Linked DNA regions of Triticum aestivum: region 2 is linked to region 1. Evidence: chromatin contacts called from public Hi-C data. All regions are on one chromosome and are shown on one strand. Each heading gives the region's core, a stretch centred on a gene start, on an enhancer-like site or on the middle of the called end of the contact. The rest is flanking DNA. Distances are from core to core; before and after follow the strand shown. Region 1 holds the start of LOC123066093 (far upstream element-binding protein 3). Region 2 holds the start of LOC123071802.

Region 1 (7,130 bases), core at 1,633-4,132:
TTGACGCGCGCGAGCTCCTCGGCCAAGTCTTTTGGTGCGGCTGCGAGTCTATCTTCTTCACGCTGTACAACATCTACACCAAGTACGAGAGCGTCTTCCCCACTCCAAGCCAGATGCACTCCCTTCCCTACGACGACGAGGAGGAGGAGGTGTGAAGTTGAAGACGGTGTTGAAGGGGCGCGCGGCCAAGGTGGAAGAAGGAGGTCAACATGAAGATGTTCAAGAAGGGGTGCGAGCCCAGAGTCAAGCTTGTCATGTTTTCGTTTTATCATTTTTATTTTGTTGCTTTTCTATGTTGTGCGTGTCGTGTCGTGTCGTGTCGTGTCCGTGAACTTATCTATGGGTATCCATCTATGTAAGGGTACGGTGTGTTGCAGCTTATCTATCCAAGTTATTAAGTGTGTTAAAAAAGTTCCGTACTCAAACATATCATTTCTTCCCTAAACAAAGTCATGAACTAACATGCAAATGTATTCCCTTTAAATCCTAAACCAAGTGCCACGCTAACCAAAATCATGTGGTAATGCAAACATACGTTTGCAACCCTTCAAAATTTGAGTGCAAAACAAAGAAAAACCACTCTCACACGTGTGCAAACATTCAGTACAAACAAACGGTCTCACTATGCATACTTTTCTTACCTACCCATGTCAAAGTCTTTCTATTTGCCCTAGCGGTTACCAGCGCAACCCTAAATGCCACAAACGCACGCGGTCCTGGGTTCGAGTCCCCAACCACACCAATTTTTTGTGCATTTTTCACCCTTCATTTTTTAGACAAATTAGTTTTTTCTCAATGTAATGCCCTTAAAAAATGTTCATTAATTTTGGCACCAGGTGTAAACCTCTACCAGAGCTGAGGCACATTTTTCATGACATTTTGGTCTTTGATTTAAATCATGGTGTATTTGAATTGGAGTAATTAAATTGCTATTAAATATTTAACATCTCTAAAAAATTCTAAACTTAATTATTTGGTTCTGGAGTAATTCAATTAGCTTCCACAAAAAGTTTCATCATTATGATTTACTGCCTAAATTAAATCAGAATAGAAAACAGAAAAACACGCAAGAGAACCCCCAAATGGGCCTAATTGGATCAGTTGGTCCATTAGTCTAGCCGACACTTGGCTCTACACTCTGAATTTGGCCCACAGAGGAACCTTTTTTTAACAGAAAGACAGAGTAAAGAGCTGCATTTCATTGATCAACAGTTTCTGAATTCCTCATTTCTTCTCCCTTTTTTCAACATATTTACATGTTGGTCACTTCTTCTCTCTCTTTTTTCAACATTTAAACAACTTTGACCAACATTTAAACTAGGTGAATTTCTCATACAATTTCAAGCTTGTAAATTCCTTCATAATTCATGCCTTTTCATACAATTTCAACATTACACCAAGTGCGATTACCATACCTACAAATGCCTAAAAGTAATTGCAAATGGGTATTGGTATTTGTGCTTTATCTTTAAGCTTGCTAACTTTCTTCTTCAACATCCTAAGCTCAATAGCTAGCTCTCTGTCAGTGCGTGCTTCGCCCTCCATCTCTTCTTCCGGAGCTTGTGCTGCGGCCACTACCGTTTGTGGCAGCATGCGCAACCATTCTTCATGCTCTTCTTGCAGTTCATTCATCAGAGTCTTGGCCAGAGCATCGACCCAAAAAAAGAAGTATGTCACCTGCATGAACGCCAAACAAATCAACCCATTGCTCAAAGATCCCGACCACGAAAACGGTGCAATGACCATAATATAGAGCGTTTATCAGACTACAACCATTTAGATATAGAAATTTGGATCACCACCATTTTAGGGCGGTATCAAATTAAGTTTTTTTGTGAGACAACGGTACCAAATTTGTGTTTTTTTCAAAGGCCACGTAAAGGCCGTCATATGAGGCCTAAAGTAAACTGGATCCAGATGTCCGGGATATGTTTAGTTGCGTCCCGGTCCAACTTTGTGTAATAAAAGCCTAGTTCTGCCGTAGTCAACTGGTTCATGACCCAAAACCCACCTTCAGTTCCGAGCTCGCAATTGTTTGGCACGCGAGCGTTGTTTCTCGCTTTACGCGAGTTGGAAGGGATAGTTTATGGCGATGATATGTATCCCTTCCAACCACTGCGCTATGTGTGGAGTTCGTGATGATATGTAGGACGCGACCTACTTAAGGTAAAAAAGCTTTTTTCTCCACTGTTTTTTTGTTTTGTTTCGGGTTTTCTTCTTTGCTGTTTGCTTTTCTTTTTTCTTCTCCATTTTTATTTGGTTTTATTTTTTCTTCTCCATTTTTCTGTTTGGTTTTCTTTTTTCTTCTTCATTTTTTCTTTTTCTTTTTTGTTTTTTTGTTTGTTTCTTTTTGTTTTTCATTCATTTTTTCAAATAATTGTTCAACATTTTTCAAATATTTGTTCAACATTTTCATATACATGATCAACATGTTTTTCAAATACTTGTTCATTTTTATTGGAATAGTTGTTCAACAATTTTCAAATACTTGTTTAACATTTTTTTATACTTGTCCAACATTTTTTAAATACATGATCACATTTTTCAAATACTCCTTCAACATTTTCTAAATACTTGTTCACCATTTTTTAAATGTATGATTAATATTTTTCTAAATGTTAAGTAAATGTTTTTGTATATACTCCTATATGTTTAGGCTATTTGAAAGTGTAAAGAAACTTAAAAAACGGAATAAAAAACGAAATAAAAACGTGAAAAAAAGAGAAAGAAAATGAGGCCGTGCAGTACTACACGCGAACCTGGGTCGGCCCATATGCTCGCGCGCTTCAGCCTCGATTCGCTGAACGCGAGGCATAGCGATGCCCGTCTGTTACTCAAAAAAAAAAAAAAAAGCGATGCCCGTCTCGCCGCGCCTCCCTCTTCCAGAGTCCCGTCTTCCCCGCTACACGAGCCCCCCGCGTCCTCGCGCCAAAACCAAAACCCTAGCCCACCCCCACCAATGGCGGAGACCGACGCTAGCGCCAGGACAAGCGAGCCCGCGCAAGCGACAGCGCCGGTCACGGCTACGGAAACGGCGGCTGGGACCGTGCCGACGCCGATGGCGGAGGAGGGGGCGGTGCCTCCACCCGGTCTCGATTATAAGAGGAAGCTTGGTGAGACAGAAGGGGAGGAGGCGATGCTGCCGATGGACGCGGAGCAGGGTGGCGGCGGCGCCGAGGATCGGGCTGGGGTGGGATGAGAAGGGGGGGAGGAGACGGCGGAGACAGGGTCCAGGCGGCCGCGCGGCGACGGCGAGGGCAACGGGTCAGGTATATTATTCGCCGTTCTCTTTTTTACATCGTCTCGGTTTGATGCGCGTTGTATTTGTGTAATATGTCTAGGCGTGCTAGATTTTGCGCAATCTCTAGGCTGATTCGCGATTTTTTCGGAGCAATGCCAATGAGGGTTGAGTTGGTATGGGTAAGGATTGCATATGGTGCTCTTGCTCAATTTTAAAACCAATCAAAGGGGTTAAAAATGTTTTTTTCATTGAGTTGTTTGTGTAATTCCCATAGTTGTTGACTTATAGCGAATATGAGTTGCAATTGTCGTATTACATTACATTGTTATCATGAATAAGATTGTTTATTTTTTCTTATCTGCACTAGGTATTACTCAAATTGAAGTGCATGAACCTGAAACATCAGAATCGGTGAATGGGGATGCTCCTTTCAATGAAAGCATGCTGTGTAGCTCTGAGGTAAACATTCCAAAAGAATGTTCAGAACATCGTCAAGAGGACAATGTACCCTCACCAGAACAGCAGAGTGCTGTAGGGCTTACCCAAGAAGTGACGCGAAAAATTGAAATTACTCAAAGCAAGGTACTGTCTACTTATCCTTGTTATTATGTCCAGTGCTTATTTCTGCGTGAATATACATATTCTAGTTGCTGCATTGCCCCCAAAATATCTGATCATTTAGTGTGAATTATCCAATAGGCAAGAATTAGGTCGTAAGCAAGCAAGAGACACATTTTACTTGGAAGTTAATTTGCGATGATATTTCTATGCACGTATTCCCCGAAATCTTTAAATTGGAATTCACTTTCAGACCATTTCTCCATTTTGTTACGCTAAGCTGTTAGCTGAATGTGGAAGACGAGTATTGTAGGCAGGTGTTTTGATTGGTAAATCTGGGGAAACTATCAGGTGCCTGGGGATCGCCTCAGATTAAAATCCAGATTGTGGAATATGATGAAGCTGACCCAAATTAAATCATATCCTTTCGCAGGTTGATGTAGGTGATTCATGTACACCCGCTGCTAGAAGTTTTGGGACTCCGCGATCTGGTGCTGAGCAAGCGGACATCCATGTCCCAAATGAGAAGGTGAGGCTTTAAAACAAATCTCGGCCATAAAATTTACTCAAGCGCTCTGATATATTTCCTTTTATCATAATATGTAGGCTGGGTTGGTCATTGGGGAGGGAGGTGAGACCATTAAGGCTCTAAAAACTAAGTCTGGGTCCGACATTCAGGTTAGTGCATGCATATTTTTTATTCACTTCAAAATGAAAACTAATATCCTTTTTTGTAGTTAATCCCGCAACATCTCCCAGAAGGTGATCTTTCCACAGAAAGAAAAATACGACTTACTGGGAATTGGAATCAAATAGAGATTGCAAGAACAATGGTCCTAGAACTCATCAGTCAGGTGCTTCTGGCACTTATCTATATCTGTATTTATAATCTGTTGCATTGCTCTCCATGCTATTTGAAGGTTTTAAGGGGAACTATATATTTGTTTTTTAGTATTATACATGTCGTGTCTGCGTGAAGTTAAAACCATGTTTGCTACATGCGCTTTATGTTTTCAAATGTTGCTTGCACCTTTTATGTTACCATGATTGAGCAAATATTTGAGTTTTACTAGACTGCTGGCATTAGCTATCCATCTTGATTGTAAGGCATAATAAGTTTAACTAGACTGCTGGCATTAGCTTGTAACTTATCATCTATGTTGATCGTATGATATCTCCATGACAGTTTTGCATCTGACTGTTGTAACCTTCATTGATATCCCTGGTAGCTATGAACCATATGATAGGTATTATTTCTTTTTTCCATCCATCGGTGCAGAAAGTTGTATGCTCTTCAACTATGTGATCACAATGTCAAGGCCTTAACGTTTTTGGTTGTTCATGACCCCTGGGATCTTAGAAAGATAAATTCAACAACTAAATTGCTTTATTTTAAGAGTTCTTTTGGCTAGATGATGGTTCACAGTGCTGATACAGCTCTATAATATATTTGGGTTCAGTAATTCATTATTCTCCATCACCCACTGTTGTACAGAAGATGGGTAGTCGGGCTTTGTTCTTCAGCAGTGGTAAGACCTAAGCCACTTACGTCTGTCATATATGCCTTGTGGCATTAGTGGCATATCACTTTGATACTCATTTTTCCCCGAAAATTGGCATCCTTATGTTTGCAGAGTTCTGTGTCATGTTTGGAAGTATACATGATATTCTACGTGTCTCAGTTATGCATCAGATAAAGTGAATCTAAGCCAACCTTCTTTTTTCCTTGTAAACTTCTTGCCAATTCTTGCCTTTTGGAGTATTCACCATGGAAACTTTGCATGCCCATCTATTGGGTTTTCTATATTGGCTTATTATATATTTATATTCTTTTTTAGAGGAATGATATATATTCTGTCAGCTCAATAACACTTCATGTTTTATTGTGGTTATTTTGTGCCTGTAGAGGCCTTACTACATCTCTTGAGTTTGTCATGCATGACAACTTGTTGTGTTCATCTTGTAAATGTTTGTCCATTTTTCTACTTTGCAAGTTATCGAAGTAGATGTCATGCATATTTTGTAGCCGCAAGTCCTGCCCATTCAAGTATATCCTTCTAGTTACAGCAGATTAGTTTGGTGTATTTCAGTTCCCTTGTTTATGTTTAAATCTTTTTTCTCTATCTGATAGTCTTGTGATCTTTTGTGATCAGTCTCCTGGATCAAGTTTACAAACTGAGCCTAGTAGAGCGCCTCAATGTGTTGTGGACAATGGCTATGACTGCCCGGGAGATATGTATTATCAGAACCCACAATATCATCTTGATGGTGGTACAGGTCAGGCACCTTATCAGGGTGGTTGTTATGACTATTATGCCTCTTACAACATATACTCAGCTAGAGGTCCTCCCAGTGGCGTTCAAGCTCCAATGTACGACTCAGCTAGAGGTCCTAGTGGTGCTCAAGCTCCAATACACTACCGCAACTGGAGTCCTCAAGTACCTGTTGGTTATACTAGCAGTTACCAACACTCTGCCCCGGGCCAACTTACATATGCGCAAGGGTATGATAATGGGCAGTGCCACGGGCAGCAGTCGATGAATTTTCAGCCAGTGTACCAGTCTTACCCTCCACAGCAAGATCCCTATGGAAAGTCTGCTTTTGGTGGAGCTCAGCTGCAAGGCTACGACATTCCTATGCCAGGCACAAACTACCATGGACCAACTCCAGCCCAGCAGCCATATGCATTACAGAGCTCAACCGTGCCACCTCAACCAGGACTTGGTTATGGTCAGTCCTATGGTGCAACTGCTGGTGCTATTCATGGGTACGTTCAATCTTCAAGTGGTTGTCAGCAGCCAGCGAGCCAGGCCACTTCGGCCTACCCCCAGCAAGTAATGCAGCCCGACGTATATGGGCAGTATCCATCGACTCAGCCGGGTTACACTGATCAGGCGATTGCTAACAATGCAAACTATCATCAGCAGCCAGCGAGTCATGTCGCTTTGGCCTACCCACAGCAAGGAATGCTGCCCGGTGTCTATTGGCAGTATCCATCGACTCAGCCTGTGTATACCAATCACGCAGTTGCTAACAATGAAAACTATCAGCAGCTAGCATGCCATGCTGCTGCGGCCTACCCACAGCAAGGGTCGCAGCCCGGAGTTTATGGGCAGCATCCGTTGTACACTGGCCAGGCGGGCGCTAACAATCCAGGGAATGCAGCAGGGTCCGTCGACCCAGCCGGGGTACACTGATCAAGACGGGTGCAACGGGGGCTCAGCTGAAGCTACTGCAAATGTCAGCTAGCCTGCGGCAGGACATGATTCAGTTCCAGAAGGCGATGCTGTTTACCAGGCACAGGGAGGAAATGCACAGCCTCATGAAACTG
Region 2 (7,581 bases), core at 1,369-3,868, 410 kb before region 1:
CCAAACAGCCAATAACTTTCTGTTCAAATGTGTCTAGCTCAGTCAGAAGTTTTACAACTAAAGTTCTTCTCAGATAAATCAGATTCAGGTTATTCGGATTGAGAGCGGCAAGACATTTCTTGTTTATTCCTGAAACACTCTTAGGAATTATTGGGTCTATTCCTGAAACACTCTTAGGAATTTTTGGCTCCAAACTATTCCGAGGCTTCTTTTTCACCGTGTAACCATTATCATCCACAGATCCATCACTTTCATCCTCTGAAATCGCATTTGCGGAAAGATGCGTTTCCACCAAGCTATGGATCATGTTGTACTTAAATTTCCTTTTGTTAAATAAAGAATGCAGGTTCTCATCACACGTGACAGATTTCTTCTTCTTACCATCTAGAAGATTGTTCTGTCGAACATAGTCCCTGACAACTTCAGCAACTTTGAAATGGTCAAGAGGCGTGCTTGCATTCTTACCAATACATGATAGGAATTCTGTTAGCTCTTTTGAACCCCACCCAACATATGTTCTCTTCTCCAGTTTCTTTCTCTTCAAAGTTGCTTGCACTTCATTTGGTTTGTCCATTGTGTCAAGAAGAGATGATGGCCCAGCACCATCATTGTCACCCAATGGCTTTCCATCTGTCTTGTGATACTCATCTGAATCCTTCCCTTCTTTACACTGTAGGCTTCTTTTATGACGAATACTTGCTAGTTGCAAGTCGAGCAATGTAAAACACTCCTTGTCATTAAGTATTGTCCAGTAATCTTTAAACAATATTTGATAGTGCTCCGGGGTACCTTCGAAAACAACCTTTGCCTGGAGATGCACATGAACTCTTGTCAGAAAAAAGACAAAAGGGAAAAAACATATTGGATGAGTAAACTGGCATTTTTTTAAGCCAGCCTGACTTCTATCTACTAAGAAATCCAACACAAGTGCAGGTGGGCAACTTGCAGGTAAATATACAGTGAACAGCTTTATGGTAAGGAACAAGGCTGTTAATTTTTTGGGCGGAATTGGGGGGGGGGGGGGGGGGGGGGCGGGTGACAACTAATGGAATAGCATGCGTGCTAATGGGAAGGGGGGGTGACAACTAATGGAATAGCATGCGTGCTAATTGGAACTTAGTGCCACTTTGAAAAATGGAAGCTTGTTATTGTAATTCAAAAATGAGCTTGGGGGGGTATGCATATGACCATATTCCATATGCATGTCGTTACCTCTTCAGCATCATCTTTCTCAGTCACTATTGCCATATTAAAACAGCTGCGGCAGAATCCCATGTTGAGTTCGTTGCTCTGCTTCACTGGGACAAAATCAACTTTTCCAAAGCAGTCTCCACAAGCAGAGGAACTTGGACAGCACAAGCATAAATAGAGTGCATCACTTCCACAATTAGAACATTTATGCCAATCTGAAAATAGTTAAAATTAGGCGCAAGGACCAGTACCATTATTTTACAGGACAGCAGTAAAAGAAGCATTTGATAAATTGAAGTCAGGGGGGGAGTTATGTAGTGTTTGGCATAATCAAGGCTGTGAAGTGAAAAACAAGAAAATGTGTTCCCATTGCAACATGTTGTGCTTATGTCTGCAAAGTTTCTAGATGGAGAAATTGCGGCACTGGAACACAGTTTTACTATCATGTTGCATGATGCTGGGATGATGATAAAAACATATGTGTCCTAGAAGGTTAAGCATCCAGCAGTTTTCTGTTTACATGGAAGAAAAAGACAGGAACATGAAGAGCAGGTGTTTCGTTCGTTTCACAGGTGCAGGACATGATCTAGGATCCTCGGCTGTGACCAAGGAATAATGGATGACTGAATGTGGACACGCAGCATGACAGGCGCAGGAACGTAGCGCCGATTCCCGTAGCAGGTCACGCGTGGTAAAACAAGCAGGGGCGACCATGCGTAGGCGCTCACCACAGACGTGTTGCTCGCTGGAATCAATGAAGTCGTCCTCCTTCCCCACGCAGCCCGGGTGGTAGCTCTTGAGGCAGTTCCTGAAAGGCGGCACGGCAGGGCAATTAATGTTCAGCGAGATTCTCAGCGGCGATTGTCACCGGGCGATTCGCCGGCCGCCGACGCGGCGCGGATTTCGCGCGGAACAGAGGAGGGAGAAAACCCCGGGGCGCGGCGAGGGGCGGCGCTCACCTGGCGTCGCAGACGCGGACGTCGCCGGCGTCCTTGCAGACGAAGCACTGGAACTCGGCCATGTCGCCGAGCTTCATCCCCCACCGGCCCATCTTCTCCTCCTCCCTGCCTCCCTGCCCCCGCGCGGCGGGCGGTGGGCGGCGCGGCGGCGCGGCGGCGGGTAGGGTTTGGGGATGATTGGAGGGGGCGGAAATGGATTGGAACGCGGCGCGGATTGGAGCGGGGATGCGAAGGGGAAACTGATTAGGAAGGTGTTAATGCGCCCCGGGAGGTGAAGGAGGAGGGAGTCGAGCGAGCGAGGGCCGCGGGGTTGAGTGGGGTGCGGGGCGGAGGAGCGTCGGGGTTCAGGTGGGGAGCGGCCGTTTCCGGTCGAGGCGGGGCGGCAGAGCCAAGTGTCGCCTGGCCCGTCGCCGCGTGGCGGGCGGGGTCGGGTCGCGTCGCGGTCGTTCGCGTGACGTCCGACGGCTTCCGGCGCCGCATGTGCGCGCTGGCGCTGCGGTGTACAGGCCCGACGCCAGCCCCGTTCCGTGCAGTGCGACCACGTGATCTGCGTTACTGCGTATCACCTGCCTGCCCCGACGGGGAAACGGAGCTCCGCCAGGTCTGGGACCAGGAACTGCCTAGCATCGATCGGGCAACCTGGTCGAACGGTACCGGCGCGTCTTCCCTCTGGGCACGCTTCTATGCTCTGCTCCCGTTCCCATGCCGTCTGGAGCTCCCTGTCCTCTCGCAACAAAGAAACAGGCTAGTACATGATGATCATTCCTTTGTTAAAGGAAATTAGGGCAACTTCAACGCCCCGACGCATTTTGTCCATGCGTGAACCATTTGGATCTAAACAGATAAAAAAGCACGGCGCTTTGCACCGATGCAAACGGGCAGATGTCCGTTTTTCGTCAGCCCGCGATCCATTTCCGGCCTAAAATTGAATTGGGTTTGTGTCAGCGCGGACGCACGGGACGCCCGCCCTTGTCCCCCTGCCCCCTCCTCACCCCCCTATCAGTGGCACAATGCCGTTCTCCCCTCTTACCTCCACATTCAACACTTCCGACCACGCCGCATCGCCGTCGCCTCCCACTTTAGGTTGCTCGGACGTTGCTCAGGCCGCCACCTGCATCCACACACTTCCCTCACATCGACGCCCCATCTGATGTCCGCTCTTCCCAACGTTGGTTGTCTCTTTTCGCCGTCGTCGTAGCACCTCCACGGCCACGCCACCACAGCGACTCCACCGTCGCCTGCCTAACTCCAAGCCCGCCAGCCTCGCCCCACGGCAGCCTCCACTTCGACGGCGTGTCTCCTATGCTCGGGAAAGGAACGGGGCTCTTCACCGGTCGGCTTCTCCACCACGTCCGCAAGGTACCATGGATAGTGGGGATGAGTTCTTTTTCAACAACTTTATGTGTTCATTAGACGATTCACCGTCGGACGGGGAGGAATCTGTGGTTGTGACTATGGTCGTCAATGACCACATTGCTAGGCAACGGTCGAGGTTCAGGGAAGCGATCCCAGACCATGCTCACGCGTTGAATCGCAGCAGAGAGGTCGACCATTGCCTACTCTTCGTCGATTACTTTCAGTGCACGTCTCCACTCTTTAATCCCAAACTATTCCGACGTCAGATCCGGATGGCTAGGCATGCGTTCAACTGTATTCGTGAGGTAATGATGGCGTATGGTGATTATTTCGTATGCAACGAGGATGTCATTGAAAAGATTGGCTTCTTCTCATATGAGAAATGCACTGAAGCTATTTGGATGTTTGCATACGGAACTCTTGGCACTAGTGGAAAAAGTGCTCTCCACAATTTCGTTGGTGGTGCGGCATTTTACATCCGCGTCAGCACTATTTTTTTAAATAGTGTTGGCGTAGGCCAAATCCATACAACAACTTTACAAGCATAGTGCTAGCGTTGATTGTTTTGTAAACGCCACAAATCTATTGGCCCATATACACTCGCCGTTTGGAAAACATTGGCGACGTTGGTTTGCTTTGCACGCCATAGTTATTTTGTTAGTGCTGGCGTTATTTTTCTTTGCACGTCATGATATATAATTATATTATGCTTTTTTACCATCATTTTATTTGGCTTGTGATTAGTTATTGCGCTGCCATTTTTTCCAACGCCATCAATGACCTAGTAAAATACCTAAGTCCACCGCTCACTCTCATTTCACAACCCACCCGGCCCGGTCGTAGCTAGACACAACTCCTGTTGGACCAAAGTCGTCGCCGCCCCTCGCCGGCGCCAAGATTAGATCCACTCCTCCGTTCGTGCGGACACACCAAACGGCCGGAAATTGTAGTGATAATCGTCCAATTGCTATTGTGTCTCCCCTCCGTTGGCGAATCTGAGCAAGTTTATTAGAAATTTATAGAATGTGTTATGTATAATCTTCAAAGTTATCATTTTAGTTTTCTTTACACATCTATGCATAGGTTGACTGGTATATGTAAATCAAATAGCTTTGCATACAAAAGTTATTCTTATATATGATAGTATGTGTATGTATAGAAGTCAGCTTGCTATATCTTATTTATCAAAATAGATTCATAATTTTATCCATTCTACTTAATTAACAAAATCATGTCTTTCCAACACATGCACTATTCATCATAAAAGTATCTGATTTTGTTTTGATACAACTCACACCAAGTATTTGATAATGAAACTTTACAAATCATATATTTCCAACACATGAACTATTTTACATTGCATATTATCTTGATCGTATATATACGTGATGTGTTTGTAGGTCATGGCCAATTCTGGAGGCAACAACGAGTCGGTGTGCGATGTGGACATGGCTAACAATGAATTCTTAAACACTTTTGAGTATGTCATCAAGGGCGTGCAAGACGCAAAGGACGATCTAAAGGGGGAGATTAAAGAGCTACGCAAGGATGTTGTTCGGCTCGTTCAGGAGACTAATCAGCTTAGGGACGAGAGGGATAAGCTTGTCGAGGACCGGATAAACTGAAGGAGGATAGGAGACGCCTCAGAGGTGAGAGGATTGACCTAAAGATGGACATAGATCATTTCAGAAGAGAAGGAGAGGCGGATAGAAAGAAGTTGATGCAGCTGGGTATACTCCTTGCTGAAGATTAATTTTTTAAGTAGCTAGCCAGCTCATCTTATTAGTTGATGATGATCGAGTAACTAGAGTACTTGAGTGAACTTCGTGAAGTTTAATATCAACTTGTTGAGTTCATGAGCCTCTTTATGTAATGATTAACTATTAAGTAAGTACCTAGTGTTGTTGAGTATATTGTGTTCAGTAGTATCTATTAAGTAAGTAGCTAGTGTCGATGAGTAATTTTTTATTACAAAAAAAGCATTTGTTGGCGTTGGACGAGCAGGCACGCCAGAGTTATGATGAACTTAGTGCTGGCGTTGGATTGGTGATACGCCAGCACGATGTAGGATACTGCTGATGTGTCCTCCAACGCCGCCACTACATTTTAGCAATGGCGCCATATTTGTGGCATCATGTGTCTACACCAGCAAGGTTGTTTTTGGCACGCCATAGCTAAGTTTTTTTCCACTAGTGTGGTGATATAGTTGATAAGCGCATGAGTGAGTCCATATGCCTTGCATCAATGTACAAGTTCTGCAAGGTTGTGGTAGCAGTGTTTTGGCCCGGAGTACCCGAGAGAGCCAAATGCTGCGGATACAAACAAATCTTGGCGATCAATGCAGACAGGGGCTTTTCGAGGATGCTTGATAGCATGTATTGTATGCACTAGAGGTGGAAGAACTGTCCATCTGCTTGGCAGGGGCAATATAGGGGATGTTGAAGGTTGCATTGTCGTACTTGAAGTTGTGGCTTCATGAGATTTCTGGATTTGGCACTTTTTTTTCGGCATGACTGGTTCTCATAGTGACATCAACGTGCTTCAGCGCTCTCCTGTGTTCGAAAAGTTTGCGGAAGGTAACTGCCCAAAGGTCAACTTTGAGATCAATGGCCACCACTACAACAATGGATGCTACCTAACTGATGGTATCTGCCCTCAATGGACAACTCTTTTCAAGGCAGTCTCCAATCTGATAGGAGAGAAGAGGGTTAACACAAGAGAGTGCTAGAAAGGCGTGGGGCCTGCTTTCGGTGTGCTTCAATCTCGATGAACCATCATTTGGTATCCTGCTAGAACTTGGAGCACCAAGAAGTTGTGCGAGGTGATGACTGCTTGTGTGATCGTGCTCAACATGATTGTAGAAGATGAGCGTGAAGATGAAATTTTCAATCAAGGGTTTCAATTTTAGAATGAAAATGTTGTGTATGAGCATGGAGGACCGGCAACATTTGCACAATTCTCTCAATTTCATCAGGAAATACGTGATTGGACAACTCACATTCAACTTCAAGATGATTTAGTTGAGCATACGTGGACTCACTTTGGCAACCAATAGATATATCGGCTTCTTTTCTTTTGTGATGTGTAAACTTTGAGCGCCCTCACTAGCAAAACGCGGACAGGGCCGGCCGCCGCCCCCTACAATCGACCCAAACAAACAAAAAACAGATCAAATCCGCATCCGTCTGCATCGGCCGTTTGGAGTTACGAGGAAAAATGTATACCTCGAGCTACTCAACTAAAGAAACACGATATATAGTGATCATTCCTTTGTTGCAGGAAAGCAAAGAGGGGATAAATGCTCACAATTCTATTATATCTCGACCCTCCAGAAAAATGTCATGGACGATATATGGTTTTCACTTCTTTATTGCAGGAAAGTAAAGCGGGAAAATGCTTGCAAAGCTACTATAAGTTGACCCTCTAAAGAAATGGCAAAAAAATCGTGGTCGGCAGGATTCGAACCGTGCGAGGTGATGACTGCTTGTGTGATCGTGCTCAACATGATTGTAGAAGATGAGCGTGAAGATGAAATTTTCGATCAAGGGTTTCAATTTTAGAATGAAAATGTTGTGTATGAGCATGGAGGACCGGCAACATTTGCACAATTCTCTCAATTTCATCAGGAAATACGTGATTGGACAACTCACATTCAACTTCAAGATGATTTAGTTGAGCATACGTGGACTCACTTTGGCAACCAAATAGATATATTGGCTTCTTTTCTTTTGTGATGTGTAAACTTTGAGCGCCCTCACCAGCAAAACGCGGACAGGGCCGGCCGCCACCCCCAACAGTCGACCCAAACAAACAAAAAACAGATCAAATCCGCATCCGTCTGCATCGGCCGTTTGGAGTTACGAGGAAAAATGTTTACCTCGAGCTACTCAACTAAAGAAACACGATATATAGTGATCATTCCTTTGTTGCAGGAAAGCAAAAAGGGGATAAATGCTCACAATTCTATTATATCTCGACCCTCCAGAAAAATGTCATGGACGATATATGGTTTTCACTTCTTTATTGCAGGAAAGTAAAGCGGGAAAATGCTTGCAAAGCTACTATAAGTTGACCC

Evidence for each region. Hi-C and Micro-C count contacts between places; a contact is called where the count stands out from the background.
Region 2: a contact with region 1 is called in a Hi-C map of leaf, with 5 times the contacts expected there. The contact joins the promoter of LOC123071802 here to the promoter of LOC123066093 in region 1. A contact is called at or near these places in 2 of 5 Hi-C or Micro-C datasets (both in leaf).

What each region holds. Positions count from the first base shown.
Region 1 is chr3B:692,895,413-692,902,542 of IWGSC CS RefSeq v2.1, reverse strand. LOC123066093 (far upstream element-binding protein 3) reads left to right here and starts at 2,882. Exons shown (of 6, transcript XM_044489246.1): 1 at 2,882-3,269; 2 at 3,609-3,823; 3 at 4,233-4,328; 4 at 4,406-4,477; 5 at 4,537-4,653; 6 at 5,953-7,130. The coding sequence starts at 3,683. The coding sequence ends at 6,996.
Region 2 is chr3B:693,301,725-693,309,305 of IWGSC CS RefSeq v2.1, reverse strand. It overlaps LOC123071802, which reads right to left and starts at 2,618. Exons shown (of 14, transcript XM_044495385.1): 1 at 2,151-2,618; 2 at 1,920-1,999; 3 at 1,213-1,406; 4 at 1-808. The coding sequence starts at 2,242.